Linked DNA regions of Mus musculus: regions 1 and 3 are each linked to region 2. A link is a contact called in public Hi-C and HiChIP or PLAC-seq data. All regions are on one chromosome and are shown on one strand. The core of a region is the stretch at or near the end of the contact, and the rest is flanking DNA. Distances in the headings are between cores, read along the strand shown.

Region 1 (4,008 bases), core at 913-3,412, 57 kb after region 2:
CCCCCAAGAACTGTTTGTCCAAAGTAGCGAGAGGCACCAACTCTGAAGATGTCTGGGATCTAGGGAAAGATGATAAAGCAAAAAATAATATAGACTGCAATTCAGTATGGGACCTAGGTGAATTGCTTTATCCTGAGACCCCCATGCTCCTCACCTCTAGGAGTAGAATAATTACAGCCCCAATGACTGTCACCAACTCCCCGACCAGCCGGATCTTATCCTGGTAAGTCACATATGCTTCCTATGAAAGGAAATCAAGACAAGAAATATTTCCTGATATGAAGAGTTGTATGTAATGAGATTAGAACAGTTGAATTCTTTCCATGGCAGGAACTATCATCACCATCTCCTAAACTCTCTTATTCACTTGGCACACTTTGTTGTTTTGTTTTATTTTGCCACTTCATTAGACAGGATTTCACAGTGTAGCCCAAGCTAGCCTTGCCATTTGTTCCTACTGTGTAAAGCTGTAAAGATGTATGCAAGACAAAGAGAGCTCTTTTTTTCCCCCCATGAGCACTTTCCCCCCATTATAACTTTTATTCTGACTAACTCTGTAACCAGGACATGAGGTAGGTGTTCAAGGTTTTCATGTGCTGCCTCCTTCATATATGCTGTGAGTAAAATTTCTCTATATACTGAGCAACAGAGAGCACATTTCATAGCACCAAAACGGCCAAATGAACGACTGAGTATGGTGGTACTTGCCTGCAACTCCAGCCTTCAAGAGAATGAGATAGAACAATAGAGCACAAGGGCAAAGTCGGTTTTGGGTACACTGTGAAGTCTTGTGTGATGAGGTAGCAAAATAAAATAAGCAAGACAACAAAGCATGCCATGTGAATAAGAGAGTTTAGTAGATGCTGATGATGGTTTCTGTCCTGGAAAGAATCCAACTGTTCCAATCTCACTGTGGCTCCCACACCCTTTTAAGACATCATAAGCATATCTCAGAATTCAGGGGCCACTATAGGCTCCAAACTCAATACCTCTGATGAGACCTTGAAACATTTAAAACGTCTGAACTTAAGGGTTCTCATTTGTAAGATGGAAACTCTAATCCTCACCTCCCGGAGATGGTGGCGTTGGAGTGTACCTTAACCAAAAAAAGGCCACAGAAGTATTTATTGTAGTTTTACTATGATTTGGCAATACAGAATAAGGTAGAAATGAGCCTAGACATGCGTTTTAGTTTTCTAAAGGGACTCAGATTATTCTGAGAAGACAAGACAGTTCTGGGGTCAAGGTCAGATGAAGGCTATCCTACGACTACATCATGCAGATGTGATGATGGAATTCTTCATTAGTGATTCTTACCTAGTTAGAAGTCATGATCTCACTTGACAATATGAGAAAGTTTTGTGGAAAAAATATGTACAATTTTAACATGGAATTGTACGTCTAAGCCTTGGAAATGCTTTGGGGCTGCTTCAAGGTTTCTTGTTTGCTTGTTGTGTGTTTTCTTTGCTTATTTTGTCCTCAGCCCTGGCAACTCTATGAGCTCACTTTATCTCTACTGAAATTCAGTACGCAGAATATGTCCTTTTATTTATTTACTGCCCTTGTAGAATCTATCTCTTACTGCAAACCATGTCAATTCATTCTAAGACCTTCGGTAAGTAGGGAATAAATAATAAACACATTAACTGAGAAATAATTTTAAATACAGAAAGTAGACCAGTCGATCTGTTTTTGCACAAAAATTTTAAATTATTTTAAAAACTTTGTATCTTGGTGAGTGGGTCTAGACCAGTGGTTCTTAACCTTCCTAATGTTGCAACCCTTTAACACAGTTCCTTGTGTTATGGTGACTCCCCAACCATAAAATTATTTCTCTAGCTGTTTCAAAAACTGTAATTTTGCTACTGTTATGAATTGTAATGTAAATAGCTGTTATGCAGGATATTTGATATGAGACCCCAAGGGGTCATGACTGATAGGTTGAGAACCTCTGATCTAGATTATGTCAACTTTTTCTCCCTTCAATCTCTCCAGAGACAGAGACAGGAATGATAGTAAACATTTGTAATCCCAGAAATCTTGAGGTAGAGGCAGAAGGACTGTAAATTCAAAGTCAAGTTCTAGCAACCAAGAGGTGGAGTTGGGAGGGTTCGGAGTCTACACCCCATTGTTTTACTACATAACAAATCTGAGTCCTTCCTGGTCAATCTGAGACTTTGTTTCGAAAGAAAGAATGTGGGAGGCTGTAAGCACTGCTGACAAAAGAAGTCACAGAGCTCTGAAGACAAGAGTGCCCCTAGAGGTCAGTGCAGCAATAATACCATTTGTAGAAAAACAGGGATCCAATCTCTCTAGGTTTCCCCACCCCACCCCAGCAACACCTCTTCTCTCCAGCAGATTGTTTTGCCTTGTTTTGTTTTGTTTTGTTTTGTTTTAAATATGAAGACATTCCCTTCCACAAATCCAGCAGTCAGATAGGCATCCAGGGATTGCAAGTTTTTGCTTGAGCACCAGGCTGCCCTTTCTCCTAGAGTCTGATCTCTTAAACCTGGCTGCAGAATGTGGGGTCTTCTGTGAGCCCACTAAACAAAATAAAGGGCTTTCCTTGTTGTTGTTATATATACATATATATATATATTCTGTGTGTGTGTGAAATATGTCATAACAATTGTATTAGGCACTTAATGTATTGGCCTTCTTATTGTTTTATTACTGACATAAAACATTTTTTCATCTAGAATGAGTATTTTTACAGTGTAAAGAAATGGCAGTGCTTTAAAAATGAGAAGAGACCTTGAATTTTAATGATACCTCTCTGATGATCCAGGAAGTGATAGAGATTCCTCTTAACTAATTACCGTAAGCTTCCCCCAGAATTAAGCCCAGACAAATAATAAAATTGCCTTTTGAAGATTTAAAATTTTATTCTTTAGGGGTTGTAATCAAGATGTTCTGTCTAAATTAAACATCTCATTCATGCTTCTTTAGATCTGCAGTTCTTAAAACAAGGTTTGGGGATCAAGGTTGTGTTTGGCAAACTATGCTTAAGGTACCACAGCCGCACAGCCTCAGCTCCTGTTTGCTCCGCAGAGGTCTTACAGTGCTTCAGGTCCTTTCATTTAGCAGGACCCAGTGCCTTTAGGCAAATACAAGGCTGTCTGCCACCTTGTTTACCCTCCATCCCTGGATTCTTTTTCCCTCCAAGTTCCCAGACTAATCTTTTGGAAATATGAACATTATCACATGACGTCTATTTATGTCTTCCCTAGCTGTTCAATACCTTCAGGATAAAAATCAGATGGTATTAGACAGTGTTCCATAAATATTTTTCAGAGGAGAAAGTCACTAGGTACAGTCTGAACACCTTAACAAATAGAGATAGAAGGAGGGACTCCTCTGAAAAAAAGGTAAAACCTGTCTGAGCTCCCTGGAATGAGAAACGCCTGGAGAAGAGTGCTGGCCCAGGTTGTAACTATGTAATTGCTAATTTGTTTTATTTGGTTCTAGTTCTGTTTTTCTATCTATCTATCTATCTATCTATCTATCTATCTATCTATCTATCTGTCTGTCTGTCTGTCTGTCTGTCTGTCTGTCTGTCTGTCTGCCTGCCTGCCTGTCTGTCTGTCTGTCTACCGACCTACCTACCTATTGTTGATGGGTTTTTTTTTGTTTGTTTGTTGGTTTGTCTGTTTGTTTGTTCTTTGAGACCAGGTCTTACAATTTGGCCCATGGGTGACCTGGAACACATTGTATAGAGCAGGTTGGCCTCAAACTGATGGGTGATCCTCTGTCTCAACTTCCTGAATGCTAGAATCCTAGGTTTATGCCATCACACCCAGCAATGGTCGCTCCTGCTCAGCACTTTTGTTTGATTTTTAAAATCTATGTATGTATATGTGTTCTTTTAATTAGGAGTGTTCATTGTAAGATAAAGATCAAATGTAAAGCCTAAATTAATTATCACTACAAACTCATTACTCTGACCTCTCTCTGCCTTGAGTTTTTATGCTCTATGTAGGCTGCAGACACGTTAAGCAATGGAGTTGT
Region 2 (4,440 bases), core at 633-3,132:
CTAAATTAATAGAAACAGAATTTGTAATATGTCATACAATAAAAAGAAAACAAAGATTTTATTGTAATCACAATGCAAAGTTTTGCTAGAATTTCTGGGCTTCATAAAGAAATATCTATATTTTGGTTTTGTGACTATGTTTAAACATGCTTTATGTACTTTCTTACTTTTTAAAGTTTCCAGGCATGTAGGAAAGGCTGGAGGTACAGGGTATATGTTTAATGAGAGCACCAACAGCATTCCAGATGGTAACAGGAAATACATAGATGCCCAGATAGATGTGATGATAGATACATGGTAGAATTGTCTAATAATGAAGATGTTGCAAGATCAGCCTCCCCCCTTTTTTCAGTCGTTGAAAGCATTGGAAACAGTTAACCACAAATAAAGAAAGCTCTTTATCAGAAAGCTTAGAAACAAATGGAAGAAATACGAGTTATAGGCACACCAGTGTAATTGAAGTTTTAATGAGGTCCAAATGCAGGTCATTAAACTTAATCAGGCTTATTAATTGATCCTCGATATTATGAGCGAACAACCTCCTGTCCAAGTAGGGACTCGTTATTTGTCTTTATCTTTCTATCACTCATTCAGCCAATTCATTAACGACTGTTTCTCTCGCAGTACCTCAAGGAGTTTCATTGTTTGGTTTCTTGTGCATGTTGGCTCATAGTCTCTTTCACAATTTTCATTGGTTTCTAAATGTTCTTTAAGTACCAGTTATGATCAGCCCATAAGCAGCTAGCTAGTACTTTCATAAGGATGCCTTTGAATAAGTGAAAGGGGGTATAAGATGGGACAGGGTAATAGGGGCGAAGGGGTGTGCAGATTTCACAGGATACCTGTTCTCCCTCAAAGAACCAGCAGGTGGTAGCAACACTTCGTGCGAAGGCTGCAGCCCTGCTCCGCGGGACCTAAACAATAGACCCCCACAAACCAGTACTCTAGTTTAGAAATGGTTAGGGCTGGGTAGAAACTCTTCTCCCTAGTAGCAAGCTCGCTCTGTTCCGCCCCTGCATCCAGGTACCGACTGAGTGGACCTTCTACGGCCTCTCATCACTGTGGGATGGTACTCTGCGGAGCGCGCGCCAGGGAGGTGGCACCTAGACTGGGTGCAGCGACTTGTCCAAGCCAGGTCTGCGCCAGGCACAGACATCGGACTTCCCGGACTCCGCCCCAGGCTTCCCTGCCTTTGAGGCGGTTGAAGGTTCAATTCAGAGGCCCCATCGCTGACCCAGATTCAAGGCACAGAAACAGATACAAGTCTGAAGCTAGCACAGGGACCTTTTCCTTCCCAGACGCTTGCACTGTCTCTGGTTGTTCTGCCCTCCCGTGCTCCCAAGACTTGTTTCTCCTTCCACCTCCTCCTTTTTTTTTTTTTTTTTTTCTTTTTTCTTTTTTCTGCTCACGCCCACCTCAGTTCAATCCAGAGTAGAAGCCCCACTGGTTTAGTTCCTAGAGTTAAAGAAGAGAAAGGGAGGAGCCATAGGCGCAGCGCCTGGGCTTCAGCCTGGCCATCAGCTGCCAGCCAGTAGCGCTTTGCTCCGCTGATGCTCGGGCGCGAGCTACAGGGTTTTAAACACGCCTCGCAGCGGCGCCCACTGGCCGCCTCCTCCCGGACCCTAACTCGTGCGGTCCTCCTGCCCACGTCCCCTCCGCCCGCCAGGACCTGCGGGAGGAGGCCGACCCTCCTCGGCACACGGGCGGGCCCAAGGCGCGCCCAGCGTCTCCACTGCACGCCCCGCTGGGGATCCGGCGCCGCGCACTTGGGTCCTAGGCCCAGAGGGCGGGCTCGGCTCCCGGAAGAGGAGAGCGAGAGCGGCTGAAGGGGCTGGAGAGGGGCGGGCCAGGCTGGGAGAGACGAGAGGGGGCGGGCCCGGCTGCGTTCGCCCAGCTAGCGCTGGGGAGCAGCGGGCGTCCGAACCCGAGACCACAGCTCAGCGACTCCGATCGTGACACCGGCCCCCGCACGATTCCCCAGGGCCCCGCCTAGGGAGCAGTCCCTGCTTGCAGCCTTGGGTCCTCTCCCAGAATCCCAGAGACTCTAAGCTGCGAGCAGACGCGGGCCCCTGGGAAGCGAGGTCCCCAGACCAGAGAGGACACGCGCGACGCTAGGAAAGATCTGCGAGGTGCAGATCCACCGCGGGGGCCTCGGGGGGCGCAGACCTGCAGAGCTGGAGGCCGGCGGGAAGGTGAGCCCGGGATTTGGGAGGTCGGAGGGTACTGTGTCTGGAGAGTAAGGGATTAAGGTTTGCAAAGTAGAGGATCTCTCTAGCCTGGGCCTATGCACACCCTGGATGGGGGTCTTTTATGGGGGAGTACTGGGTATAGCTCTCCAAGGCGAGAGTAGGTTTCTGAGAGACTGCCCCTTCATCCATGCTCTTTATTCTGTGTGTCCTGGGTATTAAAATTCTTCCATCACGTTTCCATCGACCCTCCTGTGCCTGTGACTTGGTGTGTGTGTGTGGGGAGGGGGGTAACCTCACAAAGGTCAGGCTCCCAGCATTCAGAAAAGGTTTGTCCATGCCTCTGACTCCTGTGGCATCTCTCCAATCCCCTCGCTGCAGGGTGGAGCTGGCAGGGGCAAGGGGCAATCGACATCTACAGCCCCCTTAAGCCTGGAAATAGAGGCTTGGAATTTGAGCCCCAACCGTAAGCACGCCCCCTCCAGTGGCAAACAAAGTATCCTGCTTGCTCCTGCCCCAGCTCCACCCCCTCTATGCATCTGGGTGCTTGGCCCAGCCTGCCTCTGCCCCTGCCCACTGATCTTGGCCGTCTGGCACCCTCTCTCCTCCCATCCCTGGGGGAACTGGCAGGGGACCAGCATAGCTGATGTTGTAATATCCCTGGCAGTGCCCATGTAGAAGTGCTGCCCAGCCTGTTCCCAATCAGTTAACTCAGGCCCTCCACCCATCAGGGGAACTTGACTCAGGTGGCTCTGGAAGGGAAGATGATGCTTCTCAAAGGAGAGACCAGTGGGAGTGACTGGTAGGGCTGTTGAGAGTCCTTGGAGGCTGAGCCAGTAATAGGACATTTAGGGACTGAATCTTGCTCATAGCAACTATGGACCCTTGAAAGCTGTGAGCCTTTTGTCTTGAAGGAAGATTGCCATGAGTGCCCCAGTGTACCTACCTAATGACGTATGGATGAGTCTTCTCCAGTCTATTGGCCCATTCATCGTACAAGAAGATGAATGATAAAGACCAGGGAGTTACCAGTGTGCTGGGAATAACAGGCCATGATGGCTGAGCATGAGAAAGGCAGGGCCATTCTCTGGGATAGCCTTTCCCCAGCTCTTCACCGACTCATGAACCTGTCCATATGGTTTCCTATCATTCTTCCATGCCTCACTGCAGGTAGGAGGACTATGGGAACATCTGAAGATGCAGGAAGCCTTGGTTCCCCTTCCTCTACCCAATGCCCACCCAGTGCTTCAGCAGAAGCATCTTGCTAGAGAGCAGCTCACAGCCAGTGAAGATGGAGCAGGGTCCATAGCAAGGACAGCATTTCATTAGACCCCTGAAACTCAGTGCTCTGTGTTTTGCTGCTGTCTACTGACTCTCATGTGCATTTCCTTATACTCCACCAGTCATTTGCAGATTCAGGAACTACTCCAGGCCCCCAGGGCTTTCTCCCATCACCTTTCAGGACTCATTGCTCCCATATATTTGCCCCTAACCTCCCCCCCCCCATACTCTTTCCCAGCACTGTTATGACCCCAGTCAGTGAACAGCCAACGTGATTCATTTTCCATGGCTGTCTGGCTAGACCTAGACATTGCTTGCATCTTAAATGCCTCTCTTGTCTGCAAAGACTGGGAGTAGGAGGTACAAGTGCTTGAGCCAGCATGCTTCTAGGGTACATTCTTGGAGGCCAGAGATCTCCAGGGACATAGAACTGTCCTCGGGTAGGTAATCCACAAATTGGCTCCTCCAATTTGGTCAGCAGAAGGTCAAGAGTCAGATGATAGCTACCTCCTCCCTGTCTGTCCTGAAGGCTGCCTTGAAGCCTCATGGGATCCTTTTCAAGGCACAAGGCCAGAGCACGGAGAGAGCTCACCCGAGAATCTCCAGGGTGCAGATTAAAGGGTAGAGACTGCAGCAGTCAGCTGAACAAGGATTATATTGGAATTTCCTGGGTGTTCAACAGCTGCAGAACAGGACAGAGGACTAGCCTATAGTACTGACCCCTCCCACGCTGACCCTGCAGCTAACAGGTGTGAAAACCAGCTCAGCAACCACAAGGGACCTAAAGCCACTGGTCCCTCGCTTTGGGAACGCTCCCCATCCTTGCTGGACAGCAGCTAACCATACCTCATGAAACTCTCTCCCAAGCCTCCCTCTGTTGCCAGAGAGGCCCCTCCTGACACCTTACAAGTATCCAGTTCCCTCTGTTTCCCCTCTTCCCCTTTGTAGACATAGTCTTTAGCCCAGCATGGAG
Region 3 (4,191 bases), core at 1,114-3,613, 51 kb before region 2:
AGTCCCATCACCTAAGTCCCAGCTACATATTTACCTTCCCTGTCTCCAAGTAGTTTTTTCATCTCTTGTACCTGTTTCTTGAAGCAGGCTGCCTGGGGTGGAGGGTGGGGTGTGGGGGGAGTGGGATATCTCATAAAAGAGTAAACACTACCTGCTGGTCATCGAAGGGAACTGAAAAGGGCCAACGATTATGTCTGCTTCCAACATTTCATCAGGTTTTTAGGAAATTGATTTCAGCTCTCATCTATGAATGTAAGAGTGCCTTGATAGGGAAACCATGCCAAAAGCGGAGCCACCCATCTTGTTATAACCATCGCTGATATAAGTGAAGACTTTGGAAACAGTAACATTGAGTCCAAGTTTTAGGACTTCTTAACAACTACAGCCCTACACATTCACTATACAATGAATTGATCTTCATGAGACCTGGTATCACAAACCATGTACGTGTTAAAGAACAACAACAACATAGCATTGAATCCTCCTTTTCTTCGCAAGTAGTTTTAACTGTCCCCAAAGAGTTCTTAGTTGTCTGAATAAGCCCTTTATCCATTGGGCCGCTCTATGAACATTTGCTGACTATTTGAGTATCTATAATTTTTTACCATGCATATCTTTCTCAGCTTATAATTCTGTTCCCCTAAGAGAGCCTCAGAAGCAGTTGGAGCTTGTAAAGACCATTACTTAAACCTACAAGGAAGAATAATCTTCACTTTAAGAACCACGCCTGCAATAAACATAGACTTGAAAGCCAAAAAGTCTGGATTTGGGCTTCATTTCTATGTTTCCCCAGCTATATGATTTAAGCAAGTGGCCACCAAAGACTTGGCCTCCCCTTGTGTTAAATGGACTCAATCACATGGCTTAATCAATCCACACAATATCTACAGTTCTTAGCACAGGGTAATAACTATCAAGCACTGTAATTTATGTTCACTTAAATATATTTTCCTGGCTCAACACTTCACTTCCAGTTCTCTCTCTCTCTCTCTCTCTCTCTCTCTCTCTCTCTCTCTCTCTCTCTCTCTCTCTCCCTCCCTCTCTCTCTCTCTCTCTCTCTCTCTCTCTCTCTCTCTCTCTCTCTCTCTCATTCCCTCAAATGTACAGTTCTGAGCATTTCTTTCTCCTAGTGGATCAGTTACTTTCTTATAAAAACATTTCAGCTCACTTTTATCCTTCTATCATTCTGAAAGCACTGTATTCAGAAAAAAAAAAAACTCAGCACCAGGTGGGTTCTGACCTACATAGAGTAAAGAGGGAGTTAGTTATACCCCTTGTTTTTGATGTGTTAGGTATCATTTGGGTGGGGCGACTTTTTACCTTTGTATGTCTACATCCTGCCGTTGACTCAGAGATCACTTGGGACTCAAAACTCTAGTTCTTTCACACATGTGCTGCATCTGAGCCATGTACCCCCTCTGTGTGTGCAAATTGTTGCTTTTCTATCTGTGAGGATGTGCAGGAGACCAAAATGTACTTCGGTTCTCTTGCATTTATTTCTTTAGTGCTTCTTCCAAACTTACCAAGTCTCAACAAGATTCTAATTCTGTAGTCCATTATATTTATCCCTCTATCCTCACACTCTCTCAGATGGGATCATGTCGCCTTATTTAATCTTATACAAGTGATTCACAAAATCACAGCAAGATCTCAGCTCGATATGGAGCACATGTTCTCCAAACTCTGCCTGGAGTCCAGGATCTGCTAAAACTCAGAGAATCAGTTCTTCCCCCTCCTCTCTCCCCAGCTGCAGAATGCATTTACCATCTCCAGCTTTCCAGATCCCTTCAATTCCTGTGAACCAAGGTGCTCCATAAGGAGCCTCAGACCCTACTTAGTGGTTTGTTGATGAAAATTCTGCAGGCCTTGTAGCACTGACAGAATGGTAAGTGGGGAAATCTAAGTCCTTCCCAGCTCCAGACACACACATTGTGATATATCTTACAAGGCATCTGACCTGCAAAGGGACAGTGCTGATCTTGAGTCCCATAGTTAACCAGGCACAGTAGGACCCTTAATACTTGTTTCCCTGACCGATTCCAGCAAAGAGATATAGGAACATGATAAAAAAAATAATCTTAAGAAGAACTGTTTTTCATCAAACATCAGCAAGTGAAGAGATGCATTCCTGGGACTTTTCGGTTCCTGAAGACAATGGGGGAAGGGGTGGAAGCATCTCACCCCAGGTCTGGCTGTTTATCTGTAAGTAACATCAGCACCAAGTAAGAATGGCCACCTGCCATAGCTCCATCTCCAGGAGTCACAACAGGATGTGGTTTGACATTTACCAGGTCCTACATCTGGGGTGCCTGTGAATGCTCCCCCACTCACTCACATTCTGAGCATTTTGGGAACCACACTTGCCACATCCTGTCTTCAAACCCTTCTCATGCAGCCCTTTCTACCTCAGCCTCTAGCTATCACCGTGACAGTGAGAACAACCAAGAGGAGGGTCTCTAAAGGGGAACCCATATATCTCATCTCAAGCCCCCCATCTAAACTATCTTACATCTGTTAGAAGTCACACAGGAAACAGAAGCCTTCAGTATGCACCATGGAGACAGGTGCAATAACAGCTCTGACCTCATTAGGGTTCCCATGGCTCCCACATCACCGCTCTTCCCACTTCTCTTTCCACTTAACCCCAACTCCAGTCACCCTCTCTTCACAAGTATCCTCCATTTCCTTCAACTAATGTAATGAGAGCCCATTCATGTAATGAGTCACAGGAACAGAGTCTAAATAATAAACCGAATGAAAAATAGATGGTCTGTCTGTCCTGCATTCATTGGCTGGCTTTCGCTGGGGTGTATCCTCTGTGAGTAAGGGCTGTAAAGTGAATGTGCTTTGTATTTCCTGCCTCATGTGGGTAAGATGAGGGAAACGTCTACACACAACACAGGAAAGAATGGAAAACCAGACCTCCAGAAACTCTCAAATGAGGAAGTGGGAACTCGCAAAATATACAAGCCAATCCTGCTCTATCCATCACACACTCAACTAAATCATATAATCTTTAAAAAATCATATGAAGTAGCCCAGCCTTCCTAAGGCTGGGCCTTTTTCTACCTTCTAGAAGCAGTCAAGGGGCCCCAGTCAATCCCATTATGGCTTAGATCCTTGAGGGGAGTTTCTCTAACTTCTGTGGTCCTCAGCAGCCTGTGTGTGAAAATCAGGCAATGATATCCTTAGGGATAGTTATTGTGACACATTTATAAAGTCAAAGTCAAAATCAGCATCCTTACAGATCTCCTAGAAAAGAAGCCACATTTAACCAGGAACCATGACATTGATGTTGGCAGCAGGTAGCACCTACTATTAGGATATGCCATCCTGAAGTGTTTTCCTGTTTTCCCTAGTTATAATGACTGAGGTTTTGACCTTTGGGTACAATTGAAACAGTTATGGCAGCAGAATCTTTATGCATAAATAGAGGCAGATAACTAAATGCAGGATAATGACTTGCTCTAGTGTGTATACATGGTTTTCAGGACTCTCCTTAAACAGCCTCTTCTTGTGTGCTACATTATCCTTAGCCATCACTAGGATTTTCTTTTTCTCATTTGCTGTTTCCAAGACTTTAAAGACGCTGAGATTTCTGTGTTTCTATTCAAACAATCCTCTCATTTGGAACTTAATTGTATTAAATCTAGCTAAAAATCGTTTCTCCTTTTAATGTACACACACACACACACACACACACACACACACACACACACAGTGTTTCTCCTTGAAGACAGACCCTGAGATTGCACAGAGTTCCAACAGGAATGTTCTAGGATGAATTCAGAGCAGACAGCACATGAGAAAATTGGCATCGGTTTGCCACATAAGCATTGTCATGTTTGTGACATATTTTCTGTTTAAATATTTTTAAATGAGACAATTTGGAGGAGCTACAGTCAAAGTACTTTGTAAGCTTCCAGGGAGGAAAAGGACACCTGCCAAAAGTTAGACTTTGTAATAGTACTTGCAAAATATGATCTCCTTCAATATCTAACAATGCATACAGATAACATTTGCTGGTGAAAAAAAAATGAAATCTAGAAAAACTACATAACTGCCCTCAGGTCTTAGAAACTAGGAAATCTAGACTTGAAGTCAAATGTTTTACTTGTAGCTTTGCCTGGTACCATCTTTAATATACTTCATTGTTTTGATCTTTATGATGGCTCTCTGTATCCTGGCTAC

The links. A called contact is a pair of places that touch in the nucleus more often than the background predicts. HiChIP or PLAC-seq counts read pairs in DNA pulled down with a chosen protein or histone mark.
Region 1: a Hi-C map of Sertoli cells shows a contact between it and region 2, with 5 times the contacts expected there. The contact joins the enhancer-like site here to the promoter of Ephb6 in region 2. A contact is called at or near these places in 2 of 39 promoter capture datasets (HPC-7-derived erythroid cells and liver), 1 of 15 datasets of contacts at CTCF or cohesin (CD8 T cells), 5 of 484 Hi-C or Micro-C datasets (DN2 thymocytes, Sertoli cells, forebrain and 1 more), 3 of 115 datasets of contacts at active chromatin or transcription factors (the SCID.adh cell line and embryonic stem cells) and 3 of 9 other capture datasets (adipose tissue, liver and pancreatic islet).
Region 3: an HNF4G HiChIP or PLAC-seq map of pancreatic cancer cells shows a contact between it and region 2. The contact joins the enhancer-like site here to the promoter of Ephb6 in region 2. A contact is called at or near these places in 1 of 15 datasets of contacts at CTCF or cohesin (CD8 T cells), 32 of 484 Hi-C or Micro-C datasets (the C2C12 cell line, CD4 T cells, CD4 single positive thymocytes and 17 more), 15 of 115 datasets of contacts at active chromatin or transcription factors (CD4 single positive thymocytes, CD8 T cells, the SCID.adh cell line and 8 more) and 1 of 9 other capture datasets (adipose tissue).

The regions. Positions count from the first base shown.
Region 1 is chr6:41,660,304-41,664,311 of GRCm38.p6, forward strand. Trpv5 (transient receptor potential cation channel, subfamily V, member 5) reads right to left here. Exons shown (of 15, transcript NM_001007572.2): 9 at 155-241; 10 at 1-59. Among named protein-coding and RNA genes, the nearest start is that of Trpv5, 18 kb to the right of the region's middle. Within about 2 kb of position 2,163, at least 2 of the 459 cell types and tissues checked have an H3K27ac peak or open chromatin away from gene starts, as enhancers often do. A contact at or near this core is called in Sertoli cells, where this site is marked.
Region 2 is chr6:41,603,629-41,608,068 of GRCm38.p6, forward strand. Ephb6 (Eph receptor B6) reads left to right here and starts at 1,883. Exons shown (of 18, transcript NM_001146351.2): 1 at 1,883-2,192.
Region 3 is chr6:41,552,193-41,556,383 of GRCm38.p6, forward strand. It overlaps Tcrb. Among named protein-coding and RNA genes, the nearest start is that of Prss2, 33 kb to the left of the region's middle. Within about 2 kb of position 2,364, at least 89 of the 459 cell types and tissues checked have an H3K27ac peak or open chromatin away from gene starts, as enhancers often do. A contact at or near this core is called in the C2C12 cell line, CD4 single positive thymocytes, CD8 T cells and 15 more, where this site is marked.